Linked DNA regions of Zea mays: region 2 is linked to region 1. A link is a contact called in public Hi-C data. All regions are on one chromosome and are shown on one strand. Each heading gives the region's core, a stretch centred on a gene start, on an enhancer-like site or on the middle of the called end of the contact. The rest is flanking DNA. Distances are from core to core; before and after follow the strand shown. Region 1 holds the start of LOC100276061. Region 2 holds the start of LOC100275570 (Protein TRM32).

Region 1 (4,515 bases), core at 801-3,300:
TCAAGCATACACATTTCTAAACATTCTCGAATTTTTTTGCTGTTGGATCAAGCTCTTCGTTACGAATTATGGTTCTTTAATCACATATATAGTAAAGTAACTTAACGTTCCCAGGTAATACAATAATCACCGTCTATGGTAATTGGTACGTAAATTTGCTAATGATTTGTTTAGGAGCAATGATACTGTAGATGATTGAAGGGACTAAAATCTTTTTGATATTTAATTTTAAATAGCAAGATCGAAGCGACTAAAATCTTCATGATATTCAATTTAAATAGCAAGAGGATTTTAGCCCCTCTGATATTCTTGCTCCCTAACAAACCTAAAAAGAGATAATTTTATCTATTTTAGTTTTGTGATCTAGCAACAAAACTTATATAGTTATGAACATAAATTGGTAATAAAGATATTATATACTCCCTCAGTTCCAAAATAGTAGTTATTTTTTTATCTTTGTTTTTTAATTGGTAATAAAGATGGACCTAGGCATATATAAAATATATACATCAACTATTGTATGAATCTATTAATTAACTAAAATAAATTATAATTTGGGACGTTGGGCATGTCCTAATTTTTCTTGAATTATAAGAGTTGCACCTTAATTACTAAAAAATACAAACTATATAAACAGAGCTTAATATTTTTTGTCTCTAATTTATTTTTTATCATCTGAGACTATACTGAAAGTTTTGTTAATTTTATTAGATAATTATTAACTAAATTAATTTTATATTTATTTTTTATAAACACTTAGCAACAGTAATAAAAACAATATCTAATTTTTACATAGATCTTTTGTTAGATAAAATAACTTACACAAATATTTATAAAATTTTCTGAGAACTTAAAGTATGGACCCATAATTTATATAAATATGTCTGACTTTATATGGGTTTAGATTCAAAGTTCTCAATAAATTCTAAAAAAAATATTTGTATAAATTATTTTAGCTAAAAAATATATATGTAAAATTAGAGATTGTTTTATTACTGTTTACTAAGTGTTTCTAAAAAAATAAATATTAAATGGATTTAGTTAGTAATTAATTTTCTTTAAAAAACAACAAAAGAATTTAGTTATTTAATAATAGTATTAGTTAGCGTTAGTAACTTTTTAGCCTATAAAAATAATAAATAAATTAGATACAAAAATATTAATATCTTTGAATTTAGTTTTATTTTTAGGTAATTAAGCTGATACTTTTAAAATTACAGAAAAATAGGGCACATGTAATATCTTATTACTAATTTATGTGTAAAATTTTATAAAATTTAGATACTGCTAGATCATAGAACTAAAATAAATAGAACTAGTGTTATTTAAATCAATGTCATGTCATCAAAATTACCGGCCAAAACTTTTTCCGACGTAGACATGAATGTGCATTGTTGTTGTTCATTCACACGGAGAATAGAGAAAGAGGACATATTTTTCTTCCTCTTGGTTTATTTATACAGCACTGATGGGAGTCCATCAAACTGCTTGGGAATCCATCAAATTGTTTTTGTGAAAAAAACTTTTGATGTTTGTTTTTCTTAAACTCGAACGACTTGATTTAAACTTCCATCCATCTTGATCCCCCCTTCACCCCTTCCTCTCCAAAAAGGAGCCGTTCTGTTCCTCAGCTCTTGTTCTGATTTTGAATGTGATCTTTGGTTAAAAATAGGATAACTTTAATTGGGCCTATCAATGAAAGCCCGCCACACGAATCAACCTGTCCCAATACGCCTGGTTCTGGGCCTTATGGACTCATGGTCAGTCCAAAATCCAAAGGCGACGCGGCGGATGGCCGGCGAGCGGCGAGTCTTTCTGACGATGCGCGGTGGAGGCTAGCTGTAGCTCACCAAAAGCAAATCGAAATTTCATCTGCTTATTGAGAGGGTTTTTGTACGCATGCGTTTCTGCATGCGTGGTTCAGTTTGCGAATGAATTGCTAAATTCAACGTTCGCATTTTCAGTTACACATATCCTTCCAAGCGCAATTTTTTTTAAAAAAAAAACTCAGACGGAGTTTGGCTGTGATCTGTGGCCCTGTGTGGGTGTGGACTTTGCATGCTTGGGCTCGTCGGCAACCGGACAGGAGGACAGCAAGGCGGAAGCGCAACCGGGCGTCGCTGGTCCGACGGGCGGCACGTGTCAGGGAGCGTGACAGGGGCGGCAGATCCGGACCTCCACGTCCGTATCCATATCCACATCCATCCATCAAACACGGAAGAGAGAGAGGAAGGGAGGGAGGGAGAGGAGAGATTATTTTGGACCAGTTCCACCGCTTAATTTGCAGGACCGCCACCCCCCGCGGCGCCGACGATCACCTCAGGCGTGCGCGGATATGGGGCGCCGCGGCTCCTACGACCGCCTCGAGGCGCTCTCCCTGGAGATCGAGCGCAAGCTGCACAAGGTAACCCACCGCTTCCCCTACCGTGCGCCGGCTGGCGCCCGTCAATTCGTGTTCGTCGCGCTTAATCGAGGACCAATCTCTGTCGCGCGCACGCGCTCACATCGCTTCGCGAGAAATTCGAGGGCGGCGGCGGCGGGATTGCAGAGGCCCTAGATTGTAGGCGGCACGCGTCTGGGTGCACCGCGTTGAGGCCGCTGTGGGCGGCGGCGATGACGGCAGACGGGAGGATAATGGACATTCTCTCACCTACTCATAATCACCCCCAAACCACCTTTGTCGCCCCCCCCCCCCCCCCCCCCCCCCCCCCCCCCCACAAACTGTCCTTTTTCGCTTCCTATATGGTGGTTTTGATGTAAAAAGGCCGTTACTATCATCTGAAACGATTTAGGCAACAAGAGTAATTTCACTCATAGGTGCCACATTTGTATATATGATGTCTACATTCCGTTGGAGTGGTTGAGATCATAATGTCACCTTCTGGAACTTTGAGAGCTGTGTGCATATAGATAGGCAGAGAGTCGGAAGCTATATCAAAATAGTTGTATAACCTCCATGTAATAATCTCGTTTTTCAACAATACTTTCTTAATAACAACAACAAAAAATCATAATGTCACCTGTTTGACTATCTTCCATGCAGGCCCTGATGTCCAACTCACAGCGTCTTCAGATACTTCAGCAATTGTTTGCTGACATCGCATTGAAGGTGGATGATCGCGCTCGAGGTGCCATATCTCACATAGTTTTGGCCGCTAATTTCATTGGACTTTTCTTTCCATATATATTAGATGTTTCATGCTTGCTATCGATATAATGCTTGGAATTATTCTGAAAGTTGCCGTCCAATGCAGCAAAGTTAGTAAAAAGTTTTGCTACAGCAGTTGTATGGGCTTGCAACTATGATGTATGATGACATCATTGACATGGTAGTCAAAAGGAAATAATAGAACAGATGTTGTGAACTTGTCATTTCCAAATTGTTATATTGAGATTGCTACACTACACTATTGGTTCGTTTCATGACAAAATGTATCTTTTGATGGAATGGTAAGTTCTTTGCATCTGTCTGTTCTCATATTGGCTGCTTTGAACTGGTATAACATGCACTATTTCTGCTTCAGAAAGTGACAACATGTATCGTTTTCTTGTGTTTATGTGATGCTAATTACTAGGATTGAGCTTAGATTGTGTGCACCATGGTTTTTGCAGACATGTTCATCAGACAATACATTCAGTTTGCACATTCACATTATCACATAGGAATATAGGATGAGCAGAGCAATTGAAAGAAATTTAACCAATTTCTCACTTGGAGCAATAGTAATGCATCTTTGGATTTCCTGGAGTCAGCAGAGTACTATGTTTTGTTGCTGTATATTTATGTTAAGTCACAACTTCCCCTTATGATAAATAAATTCTTTTAAGGTTATTGTGTCCACATTCACTGTGATCTTTTTTGGACCCTGAAGCAGAAAATCCTAGAATAACAAACTGCATTATACTTGAACAGATGCAATTATGAGTGAGAGTGATGATGGCATTGCTCCAGCAGATGAACGGGAGGATGGTTGGCTATGCTTCTATGAGATTCTTGCCAATCATTTTGTTAGAGTGCCTGAAAGTGGCAGGCGTATACTTGAGTTGATTGTGCAACTCTGGAGCCAGTCCTTCGCGGCCAACATATTTGCACTTCTTTTCCAGAAATGGGTATGCTGTGTTAGTAAGTTAACAAATGGTCGGAGGATGTATTAAATACATGCCAAGTACATTATCAAGATACCATGGTTTCTATTTCGAGTTCATATCTTTTAAAAGTATTCATTTAAATTTTCAGAAAAGAAATCATGTAGTTTAGGTTGACATGTAAACACAAATCATTGGTCAAAAACGTTAATCTCAGGATGCAGTAAAATTTAGTTTGATTATTCCTTCACAAGACATGATTCTCCCAATTATAGATACATCCATATTTAAACTTAGTTTACTGATTACAGTTTTGTTATGCAGTTGTTTGAAGCCCCTCTTGATGAAAAAGAAATATCGCTACGATATAGCTCTGCTCTTGTTCAAGGTGCTACAAATGTATTTTGGTATGATTGCAAATATAAAAAC
Region 2 (4,515 bases), core at 1,246-3,745, 320 kb before region 1:
GACACAGTTCAGACAAGTTAGTACTGGTTTGAACTAAAGGGAAACAGATAAGCATAGAGCATGGTAATGCATTAAATTCAAGTGCTTAACCATCAAGCAACATGTAGGAAGTGAATATAGGGGATCAATAGAGTAATAACAATAAGTACTATTCAAGAAAAAAGAAAGTCAATCTGAAATTCAAGGATACGTTACCTGATATACCTCAGTGTTTTCCTCATCATCCAGAATTGCACTGTCTTCGTTCTTCAATGGAGCATAGGAGCTGCTTCGGCGTCTACTTCCTGTATCGTAAGATAAATAGCATTAGATTCTGAGCATTATATGCATTGTTTTATTCATGCATACGAACACAAAGCAAAGTTTTAGTTAAGTTACACTTAAGGACAAATCAAGATCAGTACACTGTAAAAGTCAAACTATAAACAGTTTATCTACTTTGAATCATTAGATTCGCCAGTTGTCTTGGTAGTCAAACAAAAATAGTTTTAGACACATGAATTTTCAATACCTATGCTAGTATTTAAGTCCGTTTCACAAAAAGAAAAACAGAGAACTAAGGACTCAATAACTTACCACGGCTGTTTTTCTCCTGACCATGTCTCTTGTCAGAGAGCATCTTTGTGGACCGTAGGCGACGGCGAAACCCAAAGAATTGAAGAATACCCCACCGGCACCCGTGCAATTCCTTGCTGTAGAATGCAGAATCCTGATGGTGCAACAGCTGGGCCATTTGGTGTTCTCCCACCAGCAAAGAAGAGGGGGGTGGTTCCTTATGAGCACCACCCTTGCAAAATAAGGGACACGGTTTCAGCTTCGCTCAACTTTCCCACCTGTCATGAACAGCAACAGACTGTCCACTGATTAACAAACCTAATGTCTATCCCGCTCCATTTAAATCATTGCCACCAGACCATACACGAAAAGTGTATGTGCATTGCGTTAAAAAAAAAGTGTCTGCGCCTAACAAACTTAATACAGGAAAAGATGGTCTCCAAACAAAGTGTCCACAAATTCAGTAAGCTAAAGGAGGAGCTAATCCTGAGAAAACGCATAAAGTAAAGATAGAATATAATTTTTACCATAATCGACTAATGTGCGAATAAAAGCCAGCTTAACAAAGCTTCCCCCCTCCCCCCCACCTTTTCTAGACTAATCAACCAAAGATGCGGACACAACACTCTGCTTTCGGGAAACATGAAGACAGCAAACCCCAACTGCAATGTAAGCATTTATTAAGACAGACTGATTACAAGATATATTTCCCTATCCGTGTTAGTTCGAGTATCCATTGCTAATCAATAATCAGATTATTGCCTCTAATGCTAATCAACGATAAGATGGTTATAGAGGAGTGAGTCATACGCCACCCAGATGAAGAAAAAAAAGATTGTGATTTTCAGGCCGTTTTTTACTTAAGTACTTGTTCCATGGCCAAACATCTCCAGTGCATTTCAGTCGGCAATTGTCTTGCCGCGTTTCTAAATAAATAAAAAAACTCAGTACAAACATAAGGAGAGCGAGGAAGCTTCTAATGGGGAGAGGCAAACTTTGGGAAATATTAGCCACGTGCTAAGCAACATATACTGCTAAGCTCGTGTCCAGTATTTATTGCCAGCATAAATAAGAAATGAACATGAGCAAGAACAGCAAACACAAGTGCCAGCATAAATAAGAAATGAACATAAATAAGATCATGATGCGCATCAACCTATCTGGCTATCTCCAATCAAACAAAGCCAAGAAGAGTGAGGGAGTGAAAGACGCCAGTACGATTGCTCAAAGCTTCACAGGTGGGAGAACACGCTGACGGAGCAATTGCATGACTCCACATGTCACTGGAACCATGAAAAAGGTAAAAAAAAATCAAATCACTTTTTAGCCCCACGTCTCTAACAGGTTCCGTGACAGATTTATTGGTTAGTGCTTACTGTAACTGCTTAATGTCCCCGTCGGGCACAGAACTCGAAAGGAAAAAAAAGCATAGACAGAATGAAACACTAAATCCTGAAGTGCATACAAAAGATGGCATCGAACGGTGGCATCTCTTACCGATCCGAACAAAAAAACGAGGGCATCTTGTTTCCTTCCCAACAAAATCAGCGCGGAACAGAAAAAAAAAACCAAAGTACGAAACCAAATTAAGCACATGTGAAAACGCGTTCCGAAGAACACGAATGGAAACAAACAAGTCGACTCCAGAGCTATCAGCGATCGCGGTTCCGCGGCTCGTATTGGTCCATGAAACCAGCACGAACGGGTGACGCCTTCCCACGAACAGATTAAACGCGCAACGCAAAGCAGCGCCGCCGCCGCCGCCGAGAAGCGGTCGCGAAACACGCAGCGAACTGACCTGGCTGGTTCCATACGACGCCTGAGAGGCCCGCAAATCCGGCAGGTTTCTGAGGCGAGGATCGGAGGCTTGGGAGTTCCGGAAGGGGTTTGTTGGTGAGGACCGAGGAACGGAAACGGGAATGGAAAGAAACGGTGGATCCACGCAGGGAGGGAGAACAGATGCGAGGAGAGGGTGTTTCCGTTAAATTCCGGTCCGTGGCGGGCTTTCCCTGGATGTCCGGGTGGCGGGCGTTGGTAGTTGAAAACTTCTTCTGGTTGAACAGTTTTTTTTTTTTGGGGGCGTGTGTGGAGGGAGGACAAGAGACGTAGCTATGCTGTCCTCTGAAAACTTTGCTGTCTTTTTACCGCATTTATTTAGTTTATTATATAGCTTTTGGATTGGGAAAAACTGATTTAAATAAATATCAATGTCCATAATAAACGATGGACACGGACGCAACACAAAGGGTTATTTCTGCATTAGCTCAAGACCGCCTCAACTTTATGGCTGTATATATTATTAATCACTATAATCTAGCACTAGCAACATGTAAGAATGATGTGTTCGCTCTTCCTGTAATAGTAATTTAGGCAAAAAAAATTGGATTAAGCTAATATGATATGAACCCACAAGATGACGGGGTGTCGCCGTTGTCAACCGCGCCCGGCGAGCAGGAATTGAGGAGGACGGCGGTTGCTGAAGGTGCTGATGTCATAGATTTAAACAGTTTCCATTGACCCATGGGCCATGGCTAGCTTGTGATTTGCGTGCTGCACCCGTCTTTTGGTTTTGGGCACCGACTGCTGCCATACCACACACCACACGTCCACACCGGTGATGGGCATGGGGGTATAAACAGAAAAAAAAAGACAACCTTGGAGTTGCTGCCGAAATTCCAGGCTCGTGATTGGCTCAAGTGTCCCATCCGCAAGTAGCATCGGCCAGACCAGACGCCAATGACCAGCTCAACCCGGTCAATCCTGTCAAACTCAGACGATCTTATTTATATAACCTCGTCAACAAATAAAAAAAAATCAAGGGGTGAACCGAGAGAGAGAGAGAGAATATCCTAAGACCGTGTGGCCGTGGATTCGTTTAGTTTATACGTCCTGAAATGTCAAATATGTTACATGGAGAACCTCCAGTGTGCAGATGTTGGAGCTGTTACGCTGGCTGGCGCTGGAATGCTGGAGAGACACTGCAATTGGGGCTGGTCACTGCTCTCAGCACGTACAGGTCAGTGATCGCCAAGGGACCGGCGGCGACAAAGAGAGAGCAAGCTACGCCTACGGAAGTGACGGTCAGCAGGAAAGTTTCCGGTCTTGAGACGCCTGTGCTTGCCGAGCGCCCAATTGGTCATGAATACGATAGCCGCGGCCACGACGAGGAAGACGTAGCCCGCGCACGGTCTGCGGCGTGGCGACGTTGAACCCGACCCACTGGTAGGTGTAGTTGGCGCACGTCACGCCTTCTCGCTCTAGTCTGACAGGCTGGCCTTCGGGCTGAGGACCACTGGCCTCCCGGCTTTCCCAGGTTTCAAGAGGGAGGGTCGGCCGCTGCCTTGAAGGATAGTACGTACTTCTTAATTAGCTGCATTGGTGGCGGAGAGACAATCGGGTTAGCAGATGACACACATGAGGACAAAAGCTGTACATCCTCCACTGCAGCCTGCAGGGAAGGAAAATGTGACGGGAGAAAAAACAAAACTAGCAGAAAACTGAACGAATCTATGGAAGAAGAAGAAGAAAAAAAACAATATTTCCATCCAACCCAGACATGGTCGTCCATTCAGATCAACACAGAACATTTCTAGTAGATGCGAATTCTAATAGAATTCCCAATATTAGTACCAACTAGTGGCACAACCACAAAGTTAGAGCAGCATTAGTTCGCATCAAGTAGTAAAAGATGCTGCAATTAGCTTTGCTACTAGCTCCACACTTTCAAAGACTATCATTTCTTACTTGTCAGCCCACCTATTCCGGCGTACTATCATTTCTTACTTGTCAGCTCACAAAGTTAGAGTAGCATTAGTTCGCATCAAGTAGTAAAAGATGCTACAATTAGCTTTGCTACTAGCTCCACTTTCAAAGACTATCAGTTCTTACTTGTCAGCCCACATATTCCGTGCGCATCATTCAGCTAGTTTAAGGCTAGTTTGGGAGCCACAGAACCGGAGG

What was found. Hi-C and Micro-C count contacts between places; a contact is called where the count stands out from the background.
Region 2: a Hi-C map of ear shows a contact between it and region 1, with 2.1 times the contacts expected there. The contact joins the promoter of LOC100275570 here to the promoter of LOC100276061 in region 1. A contact is called at or near these places in 2 of 25 Hi-C or Micro-C datasets (ear and leaf).

What each region holds. Positions count from the first base shown.
Region 1 is chr3:17,286,925-17,291,439 of Zm-B73-REFERENCE-NAM-5.0, reverse strand. It overlaps LOC100276061, which reads left to right and starts at 2,050. Exons shown (of 11, transcript NM_001374095.1): 1 at 2,050-2,404; 2 at 3,044-3,128; 3 at 3,914-4,110; 4 at 4,411-4,493. The coding sequence starts at 2,336.
Region 2 is chr3:17,605,797-17,610,311 of Zm-B73-REFERENCE-NAM-5.0, reverse strand. It overlaps LOC100275570 (Protein TRM32), which reads right to left and starts at 2,495. Exons shown (of 5, transcript NM_001149622.1): 1 at 2,354-2,495; 2 at 577-833; 3 at 196-284. The coding sequence starts at 733.